Linked DNA regions of Danio rerio: region 1 is linked to region 2. A link is a contact called in public Hi-C data. All regions are on one chromosome and are shown on one strand. The core of a region is the stretch at or near the end of the contact, and the rest is flanking DNA. Distances in the headings are between cores, read along the strand shown. Region 1 overlaps gse1b (Gse1 coiled-coil protein b). Region 2 holds the start of gse1b (Gse1 coiled-coil protein b).

The links. Hi-C and Micro-C count contacts between places; a contact is called where the count stands out from the background.
Region 1: a Hi-C map of hematopoietic stem cells shows a contact between it and region 2, with 2.3 times the contacts expected there. The contact joins the enhancer-like site here to the promoter of gse1b in region 2. A contact is called at or near these places in 2 of 18 Hi-C or Micro-C datasets (hematopoietic stem cells and an unstated tissue) and 1 of 4 datasets of contacts at active chromatin or transcription factors (caudal fin).

Annotation. Positions count from the first base shown.
Region 1 is chr18:31,983,133-31,989,750 of GRCz12tu, forward strand. The region is part of intron 2 of gse1b (Gse1 coiled-coil protein b); the gene reads left to right. Among named protein-coding and RNA genes, the nearest start is that of gins2, 68 kb to the right of the region's middle. Within about 2 kb of position 2,314, at least 40 of the 62 cell types and tissues checked have an H3K27ac peak or open chromatin away from gene starts, as enhancers often do. A contact at or near this core is called in hematopoietic stem cells, where this site is marked.
Region 2 is chr18:31,709,252-31,715,374 of GRCz12tu, forward strand. gse1b (Gse1 coiled-coil protein b) reads left to right here and starts at 2,924. Exons shown (of 17, transcript NM_001430859.1): 1 at 2,924-5,383. The coding sequence starts at 3,227.

The DNA of each region.
Region 1 (6,618 bases), core at 1,064-3,563, 270 kb after region 2:
AAAGCTTCACCAGATGACTTAAGATCTCTATTTGGAAAGAATTTATAATTTTAGATAAATTGGAATAATTCTGCAATGGTAATGCATAAATCTTTAACATTTTTGGGATCCATACATTTTTCTTGTTGTCTGTGCTATTTGCAGTGCATTTCTTTATTTGCATGTGTTGTTGCACGTGTTTAGAGATTTATGAAGTAATGTTTACTCTATGCACCTCATAAAATCCATCTATAAACTTTTTAGATGTCCCCCAACACATTTTCATTGAAATCTGTGCTATTTGCTGTGCATTTCTGTATTTGCATGTGTTGTGAGTATTTTCATGCATAACAATCTATAAATACAATCTATAAATTAATACATATGAAATAAAGTGTTTTATCATTTCCCTAACAGTATTTAAGTAAACTAACTGATAAAAATCAAAAAAATTCAACATAATTAAAAACAGTAATTTTCTTTAATACCTGACAGCTTTTAAAATCATTATACATTCCCCTGGCATCAAAACCACATGCAAATGATAATTTATAATACAAACTCAACATTGCATATATTCTGTGATACGATTTTGTGAATGATCACATTGCCATATCGATGCTGAAACCACATATTGAGCAGCTCTAATATAAAGAGATTTTATTAGATATTTAGAACTAAACAGATTTTTTGTCCTGAGGTATCAGATTTTCTTGTTGGAAATAATTGTTGAAGCTTTTAATACGGGACATACAGTAGTATCACGGTATTGACCTAATCTGCAATAAAGCCTAATTTATAACCAAAATCACTGTTTGTTGCTGTATATACTGTATTGCTTAAGTGTCTAGATGTTCAGATAAAGTGCAATTTAGATAACACTTGAACACAATGAAGTCTCATTAGTAAGCGTTACTTAATGCATTAAAATCAGTAGCGATAAATAGAAATATAGTTATTTGTTAAAGTACAACTGAATTTTATTACTTACTAACTCCATTTAATTAATTGATCATAACTAGGGCCAAATGGAATCTGCTGACGGTTTTTGCTATTTCTGAAGAGAATTTTAGTAAAAATCTGCGGATTTCTGAGAAATAATTTTGGGAGTATCGTTACAAGGCTGTCTAAAGCACAAGCAGTTTTGCTTTCTCGCATACGCTCATCGCACGTCTATTTTTTAAATAACTTTTCGAGCTCATGATAATAACGTGCGCAAGATAATTGATGGACGTCTGACATCTGATTCTATCAGAAGCGTAAAGCTTGAAAAAACAAAGGAGAAGCTTGAAAATGATTCTTTCAGCAAGCTAAATCACGATCAAACTGCCATATTTAACTATTATCATCACCTTATGGACTTTTATGAACTCAGAATGATGGAATTACTATCTAACAAGAGGTTACATGTGCTGGTGAAGATTAAAGATACGGATGAGAGGTTTGCACTGACTGTGGGTGAGGGCTATATGTTGTGTGTTGTTTTTAAACCCAAATAAGGACTAAATGTATGCTGTGTGTAGTTTTTTCTCTAATTGGTAACATATCGGAGAGTGTAAGGGTCTGTATGTGTTCATATATTTTGCAATTATTTATTTTACATAATTAACATTGATCTGCAGTTATAATCAAATCATGTTCATATAAAAGTTAGTAATGAGCATTTATACACAAGTATTTATGTGCATTCAGCATCTGTTTTTGTGAGAAGTGTTTGTCCAACTATATGTGAACGACCCGTATAGCTTTACTTTGACAGTTCCTCAAGTGAGAATGACATTGACTGAAACTTTCTGTCTTACACTATGCTCACCAAAAGTGTACCATTGGTACTCTTTTTTTCCATTGGAAACGCTAGCTTGATTAAGGCGACCCGTACTGTACCACTCAGTGGAAACGGGCCATTACTGTACAGAGTTAATGAACAAAATGCCTTTAAATATTTACAGAATTTTCAATGCCGTAGGCCAGGTTAACATGCAAAAATGTTAGTTTGAATGTAATATTAACTATGAAGTCTTCATCGTAGTGATAAAGCAACAAATACTGCAGTGATAAAGCAACAATCTGAATATTCCTAAAAGACATCAATTAAATGAAGTAATTATTCACAGTGTTTTGAATTGCTCATGATATGAATATTATCAGGATTGTTGAATATAATCGCCATATGTCTAGTCCTATGTTTTTTGGAGGGGATCCGGATGAGTGCATTTTGGCCCCAGATGCAAGCGTTGAGAACACCACAGCAGTGTGTGAAAGTAGCTTCTGTAATCCCTGTGGTGGCGATAAGACACGGCTAAACAAACGCAGTGCAAGCAGCGCTGAAGCCAGAGATAAGACACACACACGCTCGCCCAGACCTTGTCTTATCACCCTGCAGTTCATACAGCATAGTGCTCACATTGTGTGTGTTCTGTCCAGGTCTGCGGCCGTTTTGTCACAGTGTGTAAGTGTGTCGGAGGTTCTTGAGTGTCGTGTGGTGGGGTGAAGCAGCAGGGCAGTTTAACGTCACAGTATCACTTACAGCTCAGTCCCCATAATCGCCACACTGGTCGACTGTCCTCAGCTGACAGGAAACCCTTAGGGGCTGCAACAGAGGTGGCCCAAAATCCTCCACACCAACACAATACATAAAAAGGCAGCATTCTTCACTCCCCACAGTGCTCACACACTGTTGTTCTGCTAGTGCTGTCTTCAATAGTCTCTGCGCATGACACACACACACACACACACACACACAGGAGAAAGGCTTCATTATGAACCACCTGGAAGTGCCACAGCCAGCTGCCAGATCAGCTGAATGTCATATGGTGTGTGTGTGTGTGTGTGTGTGTGTGTGTGTGTGTGTGTGTGTGTGTGCGCGCATGTGTGTAAGTGTGTGTGCGTGTAAAGCTGAAGTCGCTCATGTATTTCTCTATCCAGCAGTTTTAGCAGTGTAGAAAGCACACGTGACTTTAAAGAACTGTCACATTAAAGGAGACCTATTATGATCCTTTTTACAAAATGTAAAATAAGTCTCTAATGTCCCTAGAGTGTTTATGTGAAGTTTCAGCTCAAAATACCCCACAAATACTGTTTTTTAACTCTTTGAAACTGCCTACTTGAGTCAAATTTTGCCGTTTTTAGGACTGTCACTTTATATTTAATTTTAAGCTCCCAGTCTTCTTTTAAAAATGATCTTCGACAGGAATTATTTGAAAACACAAAGAATGGATGGCTGCTTCACACTCAGGGATGTTTATGCTAATGAGACAGAAAGATTGTCACTAATGAATGGGAATTTCCGCCTCCGATGACACGCACAAAGGAAGAATGTTAATCAAAGTGTTGTCCTGATTGTTTTTATCCAGTGTGATTATAAAAAATAGAATTAATATATTTTCACCATTAGAGGCTGGGTATATTCACAAACACTTGCCACACAACTGTGTTTGTGTTCAACCCTTATAAAAGTGATTTTTACATAAAAGGTCTCATTTAAGCTTAAATCTCTTAGGTCATGTGTCCACCACACTTTTAGCTAGCTGAAAATGTTAGCACTTTTTGGAAAAGCCTAGCTGTACATATTTGAAAACATGCAACTTTGCATTCCTGGATAAAAACAAATGCAAGTTCTACTTGCCAAGTTGAGGACCAAGGAGGTAGTCTAACAATCGAACCTAAAGGCTGATTTGAATCGTGTTTTAAATACAAGCAACGGCACCTGATAGAAGGAATATTCTCCATATTACCAGGAGTTCAACCAACACCTGGAATTTATATATTGGAAACAGCTTCTATTTCTTGCAGCTGAACGACAGAAAACTGACAATGATGACATCAGGTACACCTCATGTGCTTTATTCAGTGTTAAATGCTAACAATATGAGTTTGAATGGCATTTTACATGACATTTATTGCTATACTACAGAAAGCAGCAGCAGATAGTTCACCTCAGATCTTGAAAATAAAATAAACTTATTAGAATTGACCTTTAGAACTGTGACTCAAAACCAACCCATATCAGCTATTAAAGAGGTTTAATTTGTATTATTAGATTATAAACCTTACCATTTTGTGAGGCTGTATTTTTAATGTGTTTCGTCTGGTGCAAACAGCCAAATTGCTTATCACTGCCAATCATATCACGTAGCGTGTTGTTATGACACGGTGTTACAATGTAACCTGCTCACCTTATGTTTACATTCATAATATTTATATTATTTGTTAATTTATAACCTCATGTGCAACTCTGAATCTGCGTCTCGTTTCGGAGTTTGCTACCATCCTCCAGAGCTCACATTTTGGTCACAGACACATGCTTTAAGAGAAATATGCATTTTTCCAACAAGGCAACCCGGGATGCTGAAATATAATTGGCTAAACTGGCATTGAGCGGGTTAAAAGAACCTGCACAGAATGCCCATTTTCAAAGCAGAATAACTGACTTCAGCATTGTTTTTCAGATAAACAAGAATGTTCACTCGGCGTGTCTCTTAAGTATATGCAAACATTTTATGGTATTTTTATGCTTTAGAAGAGTCAAACACTTACATATAGCACCTTTAAGATCAAATGCTTCGCCTATTATGATACTGTACTACTGGTATTTGTCCCATCATCCTTATCCTCTCTGTGATTGGCTGGCTCATTAAAGAGTGACAGTGAAGAGTGCTGTGTTTTATCAAAAGTGCAATACCCTTCAATTATTGGTAAAACATTGCCATGCTACTGGCATTAAGAAAAATGGCAATCTTATTAAAAACAACTTTAAAACCAAAGAAACAAGAGTTCAGAGGTGTCATTTGATAATTAATAAGATCTAATGCAATTTACAGTTCCCAGAATTAACACAACATGACAAAATATGTAAATGGACTATTTGGAGACCATACTCATGTTACAAGATGCCCAAGGCCTGAACAAAACCCTTCACTTGCATTTTTTCTAAATAAGGGTGAATGATGTGAAATTACGAGGTGATTTAATGTGGTGAAATATGTGTGGGTGAGTATGAGCAAGCTGCCGTGTGCTTGTCATAAAGATGAGTCTGCAAGCACTTCCAGATAGTGTTCCGTGAAAGGGGAGTGTTGTGTTTGTTTTTGTGCGGACTGTAGTTTCCTTTTTGCTGTGTGCATTCTCATTTATTCAGACTGTAGTGATAAAACCAGTCATTCTGGGTCAAGCATGTGTTTGTATGTCTGTGTGTGTATATATCCTCACACACTCTCCCCGAGGGCCATGTTAGATTGAGTCACGCACACACACGCGGGGTAATTCCAGATGAATGACAGCAGATAGCTCTGTCCTGCAGATCTGGACCGCTTTAATGAGCTGATAGGCAAATCTGTTGCTGGTTAAAGATTAAACGCTCTCCAGGGCAGCACACCTCTTATCTCAGCAGTAGGCCGCAGCACAGTGGAGCCACTGGGATTATTGTGTGTGTTTACGCATGGTCAGGTCAGAAGTGGGCTGTTCATTGGAGTCCCTGTGTGTTTTGTTATATTGTGGCTTGCGATTGTGCCAAAAGGGCAGCAGCTCTACTGTTACAGCAGATCAGCAGATTAATCTAGATTAGTAAACACTGACTTTCGTCTATTCTCACTCGTAGTTTGAAATCACAACAGACACGGCACAAGGAAAGCATACAAAGGTGGAGATGCTGATTTCTTTGTTTTTATCGCATTTGCTACTGTAGAGCTTCTGAATATATGTGATGAATGCAGTAGTTCCAATCTTATTGCAGATGGTAGCTCCCTCTGCTGGGCAACAGCACATCATGGTCATATATCAGCAGGAATCTGGGTTCACTGGCAAACGAACCACAGTAACATGCTTAGGAATCCCAGCTTTTACCTCATGGATAGAGATTAGTATTACCTTTTGAAGGCCAGGAGGCAAATTTAAAGTTCAGACAGTTGCCAGTTTACTGATAATAGAGGTCTCCACACTTCCAAAGACCAATTTATAACTCAAACTAACTGGTAGGGAGCATATTTTATTGTATAGACAGGCCTGTAGCCAGGGGGGTTCGGGTGGTGGGAAAGACTTTCCCCTCTCTGACAAAAGTCTAGAATTTGTCCCATACATGAACTCATTTGTCCTATTTTAACTGCAGTGCCATCATAAATCGTGACATTTACCCATCGAAAAAGGCTTCAAGACTAAGTGGAATCCTCTGTTGGCTGTTGCTTCGGTGTACCTTCAACTAATCAGATTTGGCCAATGCTAACAAATATTTTCATACAATCTGACGTAAGAGAAAACATCATTCCCTACCGTATTGTGTTTTACCAGAAAACATTATACATCTAACTTTTTTTTCCAAATCTTAGACCTTACTCTTAAAAACAAAAAATGAGCAATGAAAAGGTGTGAAGCACCAAAAGCAGACCATATTGAAAGTGTAAAGAATACTGCTTTGGCTATTTTGTTATCCATGAATTTTGAAATGAAAGGCTAGAAAAATGTGAAGCTCTACATTATTATTATTATTATTATTATTATTATTATTATTATTATTATTATTATTATCATTATCATTATCATTATTATGATGTTTTAATTTATTTTTTATTAAAATGGCCAAATTGTAACTGAGGAAAGTTGAATGTGCTGGCCAGTTTGTTATTTGCCCAATTTATATTTTTTTTATTA
Region 2 (6,123 bases), core at 1,674-4,173:
GCATGTCTTTGGACTGTGGGGGAAACAGGAGCACCCGGAGGAAACCCACGCGAAGGCAGGGAGAACATGCAAACTCCACACAGAAATGCCCACTGAGCCGAGATTCGAACCAGCGACCTTGCTGTGAGGCGACACACTACCTACTGCGCCACTGCCTCACCCTATATATATTACTTTATTAAGTACACCTTTCCAACTGCTTGTTAATGCAATTTTCTAGTTAGCTAGTCACATGACAGCATTTTAATGGACTTAGGCATGTAGACATGCTCAAGACTATCTGCTGCAGTTCAAATATCCAGAGACCAGCATATCAGTGGGCACAAATGCCTTGTTGATGCCAGAGGTCAGAGGACAGGGGCCAGAGTGATTCGAGCTGATAAAAAGACAACAGTACTCAAATAACCTCTCGTTACAACCAAGGTATGCAGAAGAGCTTCTCTGAACGCACAACATGTTGAACTTTGAAGGGGATTGGCTACAGCAGCAGAAGACCACACTGGGTGCCACTCCTGTCAGCTAAGAACAGGAAACTGAGGTTACAATTCACACAGGAGAATAAAATAGAAGAATAGAAAAACGTCACCTGATCTGATGAGTCTCTATTACTGCTGCGACATTTGGTAGGTATAGGGTCAAGATTTGGCATGGATCCATCCTGCCTTGAATCGATGATGGTGTGGGGGGTATTTACCAATTGACCTCGTGTCAGTGCCACAGCCATTTTTGTTGCTAACCATGTCCATTCCTTTATGACCACAGTGTACCCATCTTTTGATAGCTGATAACGCACCATTTCAAAACATAAATCTGTTTTGTTTAAATGCAACAAAAATTATTATCTACATTCACAAAGAAATTAATAAAAATATTCATTTTAAAAAGGGGCTGTACTCATTTATGCTGAGCACTGTATTCGTATTGTTTTTATTAATCATTAATCTTTTTTTCTATCTCTCTTATCTATATCCCCGATATTTAAATCTGAAGTGGATATATACAGTATGAACATATATAAAATGATTGCTAATACAATTAAACATGCTTCTTTTTAATTCTAATAGATAAAAAATATATGTAAATAGCCAAGAGCATGGAGTGACTGAAAAATCACATTATTTTATTGTAGCATTGACAATGAAACCAACATAAATCACTAGGATTGGTCTTAGTCTGGTTGTCAGCATGCTCTGAAGCTGCAAAGAATTTCATGCAACTATAAGTTAAGGCAAAATTTAGCCAAGATAACCTAAAAATCCCTTAATTTACTTTTTTATAATCCATACACACTGTACAAAAAAAAAAGTGAAATTAAATTAGAAATTAAGTGATGGGCAGGGACCCTGCTGGCCGGTACGGATCCTATGACAACATTTTTTTAAGAAGTTAAAATTATCAATGCCCATGGTGATGGGCAATAAAATAAAATGACACAGGGTACTAGTATTGAAAACATAAAGAAAGTGTGCACAGCCGCTATAAAGTCTCAGTAGTTAAAAAACAGATTTTGTAGTTGAAACCAGGGTGGACATTTCAGCAAGATGAAGATGAATGACTAAGTAAAGATCCCAAACACAGGCAAGAAAGACTATAGTCTCAGAAAAAAGAAAATAAAGCTGCTCAAATGGCCCAGCCAATCAACTGACTTGAATCCAAAAGAAAATAAGAACTAAATATCAGAGTTGATCGACGAGGCCCATAGAACCATGAGATTTGAACGGTGTTAAACTAAGAGAAAAATTCACACCAGAACAATGTATGCAACTTCATCTTGAATCATTATTTTTTTAAATAAAAGTATTAAATGAGTTTTCATAGATATGCACACATAACAAATGTTTCATATTTTTGTAAAAAAAAAATGTTCTGCTGTATGTCTGCTCGAAAGGTTGTGACATACAGAACTGCCCAAGAATCTCAGCAACTGTTTATTAGCATTGTTTATCCATATCACACATTTAATCAAAGCTTTAAAAAACTCAAGGTTACTTAGTCTCTGTCGATTACAGGACATTGTGTTTATGTAATGTAATGTAAAATGTAATGTAATGTGTATTTATATAGCGCATTTATTGTGTATGGCAATACACCCAAAGCGCTTCACAATCATGAGGGGGGGTCTCTCCACACCACCACCAGTGTGCAGCATCCACTTGGATGATGCGACGGCTGCCACAGGACAACGGCGCCAGTGCGCTCACCACACACCAGCTATTGGTGGAGTGGAGAGACAGTGATAGAGCCAATTCGGTGGAGAGGGGATGATTGGGAGGCCATGATCGTAAGGGCCGATAGAGGGTCTTTGGCCAGGACACCGGGGTTACACCCCTGCTCTTTCACGAGAAGTGCCTTGGGATTTTTAATGACCACAGAGAGTCAGGACCTCGGTTTAACGTCTCATCCGATGACGTCTCATCCGAAAGACGGATGCATTATACTGCATATTAGTGCCATTTGCAATTTGTTGAACACTGGCCTTTGAACTAGTTATTTTGTCCAAATCATGTTTAAATTTGACATCATCAACAATTATTATTGAATGTTATTATTAATTTAACAACATTATTTTGAAAAAAAAAAAAAAAAAACAGAGAGGAGAAACCTGATATAGGTGCAATGGAATTTTCTGAGTTGTACTCATTAGTGACAAACACTTTCTCTCGCACACTTTTCTCTCTCTCCCTCTCTGACTTTTTTTTCTGAAGTAAAATGTCCTCATATAATTAAACCAGTTCAGCACTGACTAATGAACAGGACCTCTCACGAATGCAGTGAAACTAATGTTGTGTGTGTGTGTGTGTGTGTGTGTGTGTGTATGTGTGTGTGTGTGTGTGTGAGAGAGTGAGAGAGAGAGAGAGAGAGAGAGAGAGAGAGAGAGAGAGAGAGAGAGAGAGAGAGAGAGAGAGAGATGGCGCTGTGTTCAGCTCACAGCCACAATGTGAGGAAAGGAAACTTCGCCAGGCAACTTCAATGAGACTTTCTGCTCTATAACAGCACACGGATTACAAAGTTAGCCATGAGGATGTGACTCCTAACGACTTCTTGGTGTGTTTTCTGGATAAATACACAATTAAAATTGTGTTATTGCGGAGCGAGTGAGTTCGCGGAAGGAGCGAGTTTTTTCCGCGGGATCAATGGCGTTACTTAAGTGAGAAACCGCAAAAAAGATAGCTTCAGGCTTTGAAATCACGCTGCTTGTGATTCTGAAGCTGTTACACATGGAACTATGAACGATTCGGAGCTCACGCTGACCTCCAATGCGCAACAGCGCATGGCTTCAGGTCTGTCTGGGGAGGAGAGCTCTCTACCCGGCAGCGTGTGCAGACCCGAGCGCAACGGGATCTTCTTCGTCCACTGTTTCATCTGTGGGAGCGGGGTGACTGCGGGGAAAGAGCTGAGCTTGCAGGTAAAATACCAGAGAGAAAAGGATGGGCCGTTTTTCCCTTTCCTGCAAGGCCAGGACCCGGCTCCAGGCGCGCCGGAGATCGGTCCGGATGGGGAAGCTCTGGTGTGCGCCGTGTGTCACTGCTTTCTGCGCGAACAGTGGAACTCATTCGAGCGCAACAGGACACCCATCGAGAAGCGCATGTACTGGCTCAAAAGACCCTACCAGTGCGATTTACGAAACATAACCTACGATCTGGAGCGGAGAATGAGCGCCGGGAATTATGACGGCAACGACTCTGACATTTCCTCGTTCTCTGATAATGACCTGTCCGAGCAGGACTTGGACTTGTCAGCGTGTATAATAAATAGTAACAGTACTACAGGTTTTCGTGGGTCTAATAAAGCATCAAGAGAAAGCAGCAGAAAGAGCGTTAAAAGCAGTCCCGAGTCAGTACGATATCCAGCCAGAGTTTACCCAAGTCAGGACATACCCCAATCAGATCGTCGCACGACTAAAATTATCAATCACACATCGAGCTCATCTGTGTCCATGGCTCTGCAGCAGTACGACTGTCGATCTGTGCGCACCCCCCTTCAGGATAACGACACCATTGCGTGTGGTAAGTGGATGAATGCATCTATTGGTGACTCTGACGCACCGGACAGCTGTGAGATCAACATCACCAGCGATGACGACAGAGAGTGCGCAGCATCATCTCACTTTGATGTACAGAGGAGCCAAACCGTCAAGAGCCATGCCAGTCTTTCTGCTGATGGATGTGCCTGTTATATTTGTGGAAGCAGTCTTTCAGCAGGAGGCCGCTTCAAAGTGTTTGTACAGAAGCAGGAGAGAGCATCCAGTGAACCCTTCTTTCCTTTTCTGTGGCTCCACACCCCTCCAGCAGGTGCTGTGCCCCTCAGCCTAGGTGGATACACTTTGGTGTGTACCACTTGCCACTCTTCCCTCATGCAGCAGTGGCAAGGGTTTGAGCTGGCAGATGTGCCTGTCCTTCAGCGACTCTATGTAGTACCTCTAAACACGAGTGCGGCAACCCCTCTTTCTCCACCTGCCATGAACGAATGTGTAGATGTGCTACCAAAAGTTCACCCGCTCCCCTCTATGCCACAGAATAATAGGGAGGCTTGCTATCTGTGTGGGCATGACTGCAGTCGAGAGGTCAGGATGGCATACACCCATGCTGGTGCAAGTAAATCCCGCAGTGCAATGTATTTTCCATTCATAAACTTGCTACCGTGCCCCCCGAATGCTCAGAGTGTGAGGAATGGAAGGGTACGCTGCTGTGTGGCGTGTCACAGCATCTTGGAAAGGATATGGGCAGAATACTGCCTCTGTCTAAGTGAGGAGCTCATAATGTCCGTCAACACTTTTCTTGAGAGATACCACCTGGCCACGGGAAGAGGAGAATCCGTGGTATCCCCCTCCAAAAGACCCCTGTTGCCCCCATCTCAGACTTCCACAACAACCGCAAGCCACACCTCCATATGTTACTTGTGTGGGGAGGAGCTCTCTGGAGCAACAGAGTATCAGCTTCACGTTAACCCTCCAGGGCGTTGTGGAGAACGGGAGCCCTTTTTCCCATTTCTCACAGTCCACCCTCCCGCTCCCCGTGCCCGCCCTGCTGATGCCACGGGCCTAGTGTCTGCCTGTGCACTGTGTTACCATGACCTTATGGGCCAGTGGTCCCAACATGAGAGTCAAGGCTCAGGATCAGGCCCGTCCAGCAGCCCCTGGGCACGCCAGTATAACTGCAACACTTTCATCTGCTTCTTCTGCAGGAAAGAGAAGAAGAGACCTCTTGGGCTGAAAGCGGTGTGTGTTGATCGCTTGCCTGTGTTTCTCTATGCTCCAAGAGTCAGCCAGACCCTGGTAATTGACAATGGCAAGCAGTTAACAATTGGCTCCTGTGTGGAATGTAAGTCCATGGTTCTGGCTGGACAGAACATGAAGCCGGTCAGTGGAATTGCACAACACAAGGTAAGAAAGTTGCGGGTCACATTACTTTTCACCATAACAGTCCAGTTGGTTATACTATAAGTAATCATTCACCACTACAACAGTTTCAAATTGTTTCTTTATTTTGTGTTAATTTATTTCTTCATTTTTTTGAAACTATTACATGGTCTTTTCGAGTCTCTTGGGGCCTCTGTTAGCACGGTTTATTAGGCAGCTTTGGCTGGAGCTGTTTCTGGGCCAGCATGCAAAAGTTCATCTGATGCACTGATGAGTGAGTGAGCCAAGTGTTGAAACTGAAGTTTTATGGCACGCTGCTGTTCTTTCTAGTGAGTGGGATGGCCATCGCAGGCAGGGGGTAGATAAAGTATGGAGCCTGTCGCATTAAAAAAATAAACATTTCGCAGACAGTCTAGGAGTTGTAAGCTCTCTTTAATAACATTCTTCCAGAGGCCAACTCAAGCTTTTGTTGGTCTCTTGGTGTGAGTGTGTAAATATTGTATGCATGTTTGTGTTTCAGAGAGACAGAGCAGGCTGTTTTGAGGATGTTAAAAGCACGTATTGTTAACGGTTAGTTAAAAGGGATAGTTCATCCAAAAATGTCAAGTCTGTGATCGTTTGCTCAATCTTTACTTGTTTCAAACCTTTGTGAGCATCTTTTTTTCTGTTGAACATAAAAAATGATATTTTGAAGAAAGCTGTAAACATTGACTAACATAAGAAGTCTGTTTTTCAGCTTTCTTCAAAATATCTTATGTGTTCAA